Linked DNA regions of Gossypium hirsutum: region 2 is linked to region 1. The links are chromatin contacts, called in public Hi-C maps. All regions are on one chromosome and are shown on one strand. The core of a region is the stretch at or near the end of the contact, and the rest is flanking DNA. Distances in the headings are between cores, read along the strand shown. Region 1 holds the start of LOC107934374 (BTB/POZ domain-containing protein SR1IP1). Region 2 holds the start of LOC107938845 (acyl-CoA-binding domain-containing protein 3).

Evidence for each region. A called contact is a pair of places that touch in the nucleus more often than the background predicts.
Region 2: a contact with region 1 is called in a Hi-C map of leaf, with 2.6 times the contacts expected there. The contact joins the promoter of LOC107938845 here to the promoter of LOC107934374 in region 1. A contact is called at or near these places in 7 of 34 Hi-C or Micro-C datasets (callus, leaf and seedling).

What each region holds. Positions count from the first base shown.
Region 1 is chrA12:29,188,202-29,193,088 of Gossypium_hirsutum_v2.1, reverse strand. LOC107934374 (BTB/POZ domain-containing protein SR1IP1) reads left to right here and starts at 3,310. Exons shown (of 5, transcript XM_016866800.2): 1 at 3,310-3,846; 2 at 3,944-4,013; 3 at 4,217-4,831. The coding sequence starts at 3,749.
Region 2 is chrA12:29,469,472-29,474,291 of Gossypium_hirsutum_v2.1, reverse strand. It overlaps LOC107938845 (acyl-CoA-binding domain-containing protein 3), which reads right to left and starts at 1,481. Exons shown (of 5, transcript XM_041083928.1): 1 at 639-1,481; 2 at 208-313; 3 at 9-109. The coding sequence starts at 1,264.

The DNA.
Region 1 (4,887 bases), core at 2,061-4,560:
CTATAAAAATAAAAAATTAAAATTAGAATAATTTTAAAAATTCAAAAATATAAAAATATAAAAAAGTTTCAACATTTTAAAAAGTATTATTTACTCCATTAATGATAATAAGGTCTCTCCAAATTTTGAGTTATTCATTTAACCCGTATGAAACTTGATTTGAACAAGTATGTTTTTTTTATTTAATTAAGATAAATTATATATCATGTATATATTTATTTAAATATAATTATAAAATATATAAAATATTAGTGTAAAAAATAATTTTTAAATAATGATACATATTTTGAATCAATTTGAGTTAAATTTAAGAGTAAACCACATCATTAGTCACTAAATTGTGGGTTAATATTCTTTTTTGTCATTTAACTAAAAACAATTTCAATTTGGTCACTATTGTTTTCGAAGTTTTTTTTTTTGGTCACTAGATTGTAAAAATGACACTTTGTAGTTGGGATAATAAAAATTTTAATCCTCCATTTTTATACTTTTGGCCAATTTGACTAATTAGATATAAAATGATAAAAATTGATTTAAAATATTAAAAAAATTTAAAAATTTAAAAATTTATGCAAAAGTAAATAAAGTTGGAGAAAATGAGGGGAAATTGTTTTTAAACCCTACAAATTTTCTTTCTGTATTATTTATATAAAAATATCTAATACCCATTCCTTGAAACATTAAGCAAAATTATTGATTCTTTGTTTTTTATCTCCTTTGTTTCTTGACATAGTCTTTTCGATATAAGAAAAGAAAAAAATTCATGATATAATTCATTTTTACAAATTGGGTTTTGAAAAATAAACTAAATAAAATGAATCGATTTGAGTTTGAAAAAGAAAATTTTGTGATACATTATATATTTTTTTGGGTAAAAGAATGTCATTAGAGGCAATTTCCCATGCCTTTGTAATTCTAATTCTGGATGTTCTTTAAGAGCATGGAACTCATCTTGAAGATATTGCTAATTTGATTTCGAGAAAAACTAAGGAAGTATGTAATGATCTAACTTTTTTTTATTTTGTTTTTAATTTGTTTTTCGATTCTATAGAATGATTTTTTTATTTCCCATACATATTAGTATTTAAAAACAACATATTTGAGATTTTATTTTTCTAGGATTTTTATATAGAACTTTTGTTTTTAAAATAATATGAATTTTTTTTTTTATAATTCTATATAGAATCATGGTCTAGTTGATAGAAAATAAAAAAGTTAAGGACTAAAATTGTTATCATACCAAGTTAAAAAGTGTCACTTAACAGTTAAGTGGCAAAAAAAAATCGAAAATGTTAGTAGCCAAATTATAACTTTTTTAATTAAATGACAAAAACTAAAACTTAACTATAGTTTAATAACTAATAATACAATTTACCTTAAATTTAAATACTATATATATAAAGTTATTCAAATTACCCTACATATTTGAATTTTACGAAAATTTAATAATAAAGGTGAAAATTCCAACATCAAATTCCTTAGGCACATGCCACCACTCTTCTACTTTTCAAGTTTTTTTTTTAAAAATTTTAATTTTAAAACTAATTTTATGTTTTCATTTTTGAATTTCAAATGGCTTTATAGCATTTTTCATATTTTTAATGATTTTTTTTGAAAATAAGAAAAAAAAATTATTTTTTAAAATTTTTATGTATTTGTTTTTTTGAATTTTTTAATTTTTAAAATATTTTCTAATACATTGTACAAAATAAAATAGTGCCATGTCAACAATAAAGTATATATGGATTATGATGCAAGATTTCACATTGATATCTAAAGGTTAAAAATTTTTTGGAAAATTTTTACAATTTCAACTTTTTAGGATCTTTATTGAAAATATGAAAAAAATTATTTTTTTTTAAATTTTTATATGCAGTTTTGAAGAGTAATAATCAAATTAATAAAAATCTTAAATGCTAGAGCTTAAAATTACTTTATTTTAGGCTTAAATCACAAAATGTTATCTAAACTATACCTATTTTCTCAAGTTGGTACTTAAATTAATTTTGGTTACAAGTGGTATTAAACTATACTATGTTACCAAATAAATAAATAAATAAATAAATAGCAACTTGAGAAAAAAAAGTACAATTTAGGTACCATTTTATGATTTAAGTCTTTTTTTTATAATTGTCACGTTGTCCGATTAATGACAAATTTAAATAGTATTATGAATTGAGTCAAAAATATTAAAATGTCTAGAACTATTCATAATATTTACATAACCCTTAAATAAAAAAATAAAAAAAACGTACGTTTTCTTAGGAAGAAAATAATGTTGATGTGAACAAGGTGAAGAGTAGCTTAGTGTGTTAAAGTATAAGGAGAAAATAAATAAATTTCAAGAATTGAGCTGCATATTTGATGAAATAGCCGGGAATTATTAAAAGAAGGCATTTAATAACTTAAGCTTTTGCATTTCATGGTTAAATTACCCCGTTTTTAATGTGTAAAAGTTTCCAGTAGCTATGGTGCCCATTAGCATTAGTCCTTTTAACTTGATTGCACCAAGAGTCAAAATTTGATAGAATAACATAATAGTTGAGAAAATGGGACAATTGCCTGCAACTAAATACGAAAATCCTTTTAATGTTGGTATAACCAGAAAATCCAAAGGATGGGGCCGGGAATAGCTGTGAAATGGATATGAATTATAATCCCACTACTTCATATCAAATCTTACCATGGATTGGCGACCAAATCAACTATCAACGTTATGAAGGGGACCCTTAATTTAAATTGCGTAAAACAGATGATCATGCTTTTCATTAGTTTCTGAGAATTTCTACCCAACTTTAGCAAATAGACACCCAGTTATCTGCTGCCTTCAAAATGTAGGGACAAACTGATCTCTTCTATCATTTTTCAGAATAGAAACCCATCGACATGTGTCATCTCAACATCACCCATGGATGGATAAGAGAGATGCAATTTTAGTTTAGGCCTGTTAATGTGGAAAACTTTTTCAAACAATTTCCTTCCATTTTCCTACTGTTGCTGATTGGAGACTAGTTACAGTGGCGAACAAGTTGTCGCTCACATCACCAATTACACAAGGGCTAGACTTGGAATGTTAATATGATGACTACAAAAGTAGTCAAAAATGTTTTCTCCATTATTACACTGTAAAACAATATAAGAGTAACATATTTAAAAATAGTTAGAACATTAAATCTTTTAAATATCCTGTAAAAACTAAAACATAAAATTTTATCAGAGATAGATGGGAACATTTGTGGATGGGAATATTTCCCACTTACAAGCTTTCGACCTTTAGCCGCCAAGGAAGTTGGAGCCATCTCATCTCTATAACCCACACCACACGCTGTTAATCTTCATCTATCTTCTTATACACTCACCTCATTTCATTCCACTATTACCAAAATTGCCACTCATTTTAAACCTTGTCCACCGTACACCCTGCCCTCTAGTTTCCTTGTGAGGCCTAGTTTTGGGAATTCCCCATTTCTGATGGCTTTTTTTGTAAGGCTGAAGTTAGATAATGCAGTTTCATTAGAGATTTAGAGAGATGATAGCTCCTGCTTCTGCTTCTCATTTAAACATTCAAGGCAAAAGAAGAAGAGACAAAACATTGAAGGAAATGACATGTTTTTGTTGCTTCCTTACAACCTTGTAAAGTTATAAGCATCGTGTCCGAATTTCTCTGTGCCAACTGCCAAGGTTCTCATTATCTATGGCTTGATGGAGATAGAGATAAGATCATGGTAAAATCAGTTGAGTGTGTTCCATGGTGGATTTTGTTAAGGAGGAGATTGCACCTACTAGTTTTAACATGTCATCTAAAAAGGAGCTTCTTTCCACAGCCATGAAGAGAACCAGCGAGTGGTATCAGTATTATCCCCTTTTCTTTCAGTAACAGGGATCATTTTTGATGAAGTGGCTGCTGAAGTTGATAACCTGATCTCTTTGTTGTTTTTTCCAGGATTTTCTCTCAGGAGATTCCCAGTGATGTCACTGTCCAAGTTGGAGGAGTTTCTTTCTCACTGCATAAGGTAGAAATCAAACACTTTAATTCATGTATTTCCATTTATCAGAATGACAAGCAGCCGTAGTGTTGTAACCATGGTCGCTTAATTGGACACAGTTGATGTTTGTATTTATTTAGTACCATTTATAGACAAGTTGGCATCTATATTTTGTTGTATATATGGCAGAACCGTGCACTTTTTGAACTTATTTCCTACTTGAATTGCAGTTTCCATTAATATCTAAGTCTGGATACGTAAGAAAAGTTGTATCGGAATCCAATGATGCTGATCATTCAATCATAGAAATCCCCAATGTTCCAGGTGGAGCAGATTCATTTGAACTAGCAGCTAAATTCTGTTATGGGATAAATTTCGAGATAAGCAGCGAAAACATTGCCATGCTAAGATGTGCGGCCGAGTATCTCGAGATGACTGAGGACTATGCAGTCGGAAATCTTGTGGGAAGAACTGAAGCCTACTTGAATGAAGTGGCACTTAAGAGTCTAGCAGGAGCAGTTTCTGTGTTACATATGTCTGAAAGCCTCCTCCCTATTGCAGAGGAAGTTAAATTAGTGAGCCGGTGCATTGACGCAATCGCGTATTTAGCTTGCAAAGAGAGCCAGTTTTATATGTCTAGCAGGTCTGATAGTGGCAATGATAGTACCATTTCTTTGACAACCACTAACTCGAGATCAATTGTCGATTGGTGGGCTGAAGATTTAGCTGTTCTTCGAATCGACATCTTCCAACGGGTTCTTATTGCAATGGTAGCAAGAGGGTTTAAACAATATGATCTTGGTCCAGTGCTTATGCTTTATGCACAAAAGGCTCTTAGAGGTTTGGTGAGACACCCATACCAACATGATGGACTTCTTTACTAGATATATGTTTGATGTCT
Region 2 (4,820 bases), core at 232-2,731, 280 kb before region 1:
CTATTTACCTGTAATCCACATCTATAGCTTGGTTTACTGCCATTTTTTTGACATCCAAAGGTCGCTTGCTAGAGGCTTTGGCATCTACATAATCCTGTTTACCATCCCCCTGCAACATCAAAACAAGCAAGGAACATGAATGGGGAAATCCGTGTTTTCTTCAAGTGATCGGAAAACCGCACCGCAAGACATGGGAAGCCAACTTACACAAATGTCAGGTTGCAGCCACCCAGGGATGCTTCTTGAAACAAGGGTGATATACAACTCCATCGCTGCTTCTGGACTCATGTTACCAAGTTTTTTCCAGGCATTCCTGTAATGAAGAAAAATCAGTTTCTTCAATCATATGGAACACGATTAACAAAGGTAACAAAAGGGAAGGATCTAAGTTGAACCAACAAAGCAATTGGGAATTCAATATATTTTTTGCCCTACTTGTTCATATGGTTTTATTCTTTACATTTTCACTCTTCATCAAGTCAATTCCATTCATCATTCTTCATGAAATTTCTATCTATCAAGTTCTTAAACAGATACAGAAAGCACATTATTACACACAAATTAGATAGGGTTTTCTATTCCAAATTCAAAAGGAAGTAGAAAAATTAAAAATCCAAATTCAGAGGGGGGAATTTTACCACTTTGCACGAGCAGATAACTTGAATGGCATCGGCTGAGGCTCGTGGCAAGGCCCTTGAGTGGCAATCTTGTGAAGTCCATACAATTGCATCTTTAAATCATTGCCAAGTTTCAAAACTTGATCAGCATTACTTTTTTGCACCAAAAAACTCACCGCTGCACCAAAATCTTTCTCCAATTCGGTTCGTTCAATACCCTCCCAATCATCATCATCAGATGATGATGATGACCCCTCCAAGAAGAAACCTCCTCCATTCTCTTTATCACACACCAAATCCTCAATCCCTTCTTCATCCTCTTTAGCTAGTTCAATCTCAGTGGTTTCACTAACAAAATTCTCTTCAGATGAACTAATTCCTTCAACAGTTCCCTCTGTTTCTCTAATTAATTCTTCACCACCATTCGAAGACTCTTCCTGGGTACCAATTTCTTCCACGGATTCACATAAAGCATCAACTTCTTCAAATTCATGTTTTTCTGATTCAGTTTTGACTTCCGCATATAATCTCGACACGATCTCTAGATGTTGATCAATGATAGACGAAAAGGAAAGAAGCTTAGCCAGAAGGAAGGAAATAACAAAAGAAAAAGAAATAGTAAACATGAATTCAAGAAAAATTTCCATGGTTACCCAAAGAAAGAAAAACAAGAGAAGAGAAGGGATTGGTGGAAGTGGGAAGTTGAGAAGGAGAGCAAAGTATACATAGTGATATTATAAGGCAAAAGTGTCGGTCCATGGACTTTTGTAGGGGAAGAGTCTGAAGTTTAAAGAGGGAAAGCTAATTAGAAAAGGACTGTTCCGCTAATTGCGGTGTATGTGAAATAGTATATGTGGTTAAGGTATCCAATTATCTATCACTACCGAATATTTAGGTCTAATTTTGCCCCTACTCTCTTTACTCTTCAAGCTTTTGCAATTTAATTCCTCTACGTTTTCTGTTTCTACTAGGAATTTAGGGCTTATTTAATAATAACTGTTAGAATATTTTTAAATCTCAGTTGGCTATATGTTTTAAACCAATACCTTAAATATTAAACGTTAGGTATTAAAATTTAGCAAATATTTATTAATAATGTTAATGAAATTTTCAAATCAGATAAGTAATAGATTAAATTTAAGAAAATAAAAGCACGGGATTAAATCTTAAAATTTTAAAAAGTACAAGGACTTGGAGCTATGATTAAACTGAATATTTATTTTCTTTTTTTACTTTGATATTGTAGAGTCATATTAAAAATAAAATTACCGATTGAGTCTTAATTCGATTGGTATCGACATAATTATTGTACAAGAGAATGTAAATTCGAGTACACTAAATCACATTATCTTTCTATTTAATTTAAGAGTTGAGGAGTAGTTATGATAAGAGCCTTTCAAACATATATTAAAATATTTAAAATTATTTAATAGTAGATTTTCTAAGATTATAATTAAATAAAATATTTTTACTATTTGAATAATGACCAGACTCCGATTATAAAGTTTAATTGACAACAATCATGAGAGTTTGAAGTAGGGCGGAGTAAAAACATTAAAAAAATGAAAATTTATTTGAAAGGTAGTGTTTTGATTTTTTATTTCTTTTTTCATTTTCTTAAGATTCGCTTCGTTTTAAAAAAATGAAATTGGATTCGATGTGAGTTTTATACGTTAAAAATTATAATAATTTGAATTTAATTGAATTTTTATATGTTTTTATTTCAATTTTGATTTTTTATAATATAAAATAAATATTCAACTTCTAATTTAATAAATGATTTCTATAAAATTACATTTTTTTAAAAAATTGTTTAAAAATTGATAAATTGACCGGAACTATAGCAATAAAATTGAATTCAAGTTAATTTGGTTATCTATGACATTCAATTCTATTTAATCGGATTGTTTTTTTGAATTATAAATAACAAGATAAAGCCCTAGCAACCAACGCGACTCGAATCAAAGCTACACCTGGAGTAGTGAACATTCTTAACTATCAAGTCACTACATAAGGTTTATTTAATCGGATTTTTTAAATCAAACCAAAATTTGAAAAACTCTTAATCACATTAGGAAAAAAGAAAAAGAAAAAATTTGCTTCATACACAATATTTCTTTTATTATTCTTCTCCTTCTCTTTCTTCTTTCTGGGTAATGTTGATTTGATTTTATTGATTCTATGTATAAATTCAATGTTGCGAGCTAATTCAAAATGAAAAGATAATTGAATGGTTAGTCTCTTCCCAATTATAAATAAGAGGATGATGCGCTTTATCTCACTTGAATCCATGTCCTTTTATATTGGTAATAACGCTCATTCCAATCGAGCTAATTAATCTAGAATTGCTCCAAGCCCTCCAACATTGCAATAAGTTTAAAATACATCAATTTATTTTATATTAAATACGTATAATTATTTGTGTATATAATATATAAATTTAAAATGGTGTCATATTAATAATTGTGTTAATAGTTTATGAAAATTAAATCAAATCAAATTTAATGTATAAAATTATACAAAATCAAAATTCATATATAATATTACTCATTAAGCCAAAAATTAAGTGTAGCTTTGAGATTTTTCCCAAAGCTGATTCAAAGACGTGCTTAAGCACGCTTAAGCCCACATTCTTCTAGTTGTTACAATAGCAACAATCTCGATTGACAATAGTGTTTTTAATGTTAAAACTTATTGTTATTTACAATTATTCATTTCAAAATTAAATGTATAAATGGTTCAATGGCAAGGTTAAATATCTAATATGCTTTAAGATATTAGGCTTGAGTAATCCTATGTAAATGTGTGGGTTTTTTTTATAGATTTATTTTAGTTACTTAGAATTAAATTAGTTGTTAGGTTAGTTGTTCTATTCAATACTTATAATGATTAATCCTATTAGAATTAGTGTAACTTTTAAAAAAAATTAATTGTACTAAACATCCTTAAATTATGACATTTATTTTAAATTGGTCCTCAAACGTTAATTTGTTTTAGTTGTATCCCGAAACTATCGACCTTATACTAATAAGGTCCTTATATTATTAAAATCGTTAAATAACGCGTCAAATCTTACATATTTAAAAAAAAGGTAAAACATTATTACATAACTTTAAAAAATTAAAACTAAAATTGAAAAAAAAAGTGAACAATAAAGCTTTTGAAAAGCTTCTAAAATCTCAAAACCAATATTTCTACAATACCCTTTTCTTCAATCTTCATTTTAAACCATGTCAGATAATATTTAACATCTTATTTAATGGTTAAATTAATTATTTTAACGAGGACTTTATTGTATAACCTTAATAATTTTAAGAATCAATTTAAAATAAAAATTATAGTTTAAGGATTTATTGTGTAATTAACTCCTTAAAGAAAATATATAAGATAATTCGCCTATAATGCAAAGAAAGGCCAAATGATTTAACCAATCATAAACTCCCATATTTATCCTTTTAAGGGTCTGTTTGATTGGCTGTAAAATGTTTTCCGTAAAATGAATTCTGGAAAATATTTTACTTTTCTGTAAAATGACTTACTGGAAAATATTTTCTGGTGTTTGATTGAATCTGTGTAAAATATTTTCTGCTGTTTGACAGATTTCCTGAAAATATTTTCCGGAAAAGTTGTTTTTTACATATATTAATATATATTAATAAATTTTTATATTTTAAATTGTTTTTACATATATTGCAATGATTTATTTATAATAATACTCAATAATAAGCTACAATATTGATCGTTATAAATTGAAAAAATATTATCCATAATGAGTACTAGTAAGAATATTGAATAATTATAAATTGCTTCGAAACCATAATGAGTACTAGAAATAATATTATCCAAATACATAATTAGTAGTACACCACATAGTAACAACATTGTCGAAGTGCATAATATTACACCACATAAAAGTATCAATATCTTCAACGCTGAGAAAATTTTTGAAGCCAAATTTTTCTATGCTTCTTACTTTTAACTAAAAACATTTTGGCCTCTGATTCATGACTCCCTAGATAATCACACACAGAACACAAGAAGTCATCATCAAATCCTTCTTCCTCCATCGACATCACTTGTTCATAAAGCTGTGCTGTATTGTCGGCAGTAAATTGTTTCAAAGCATTAGCAATTTCGCCAAGTTGCTCACCCACAAATTTAATTTGTTCATCAACGAGACTTTCTTGACCACTTTTTCTTTAC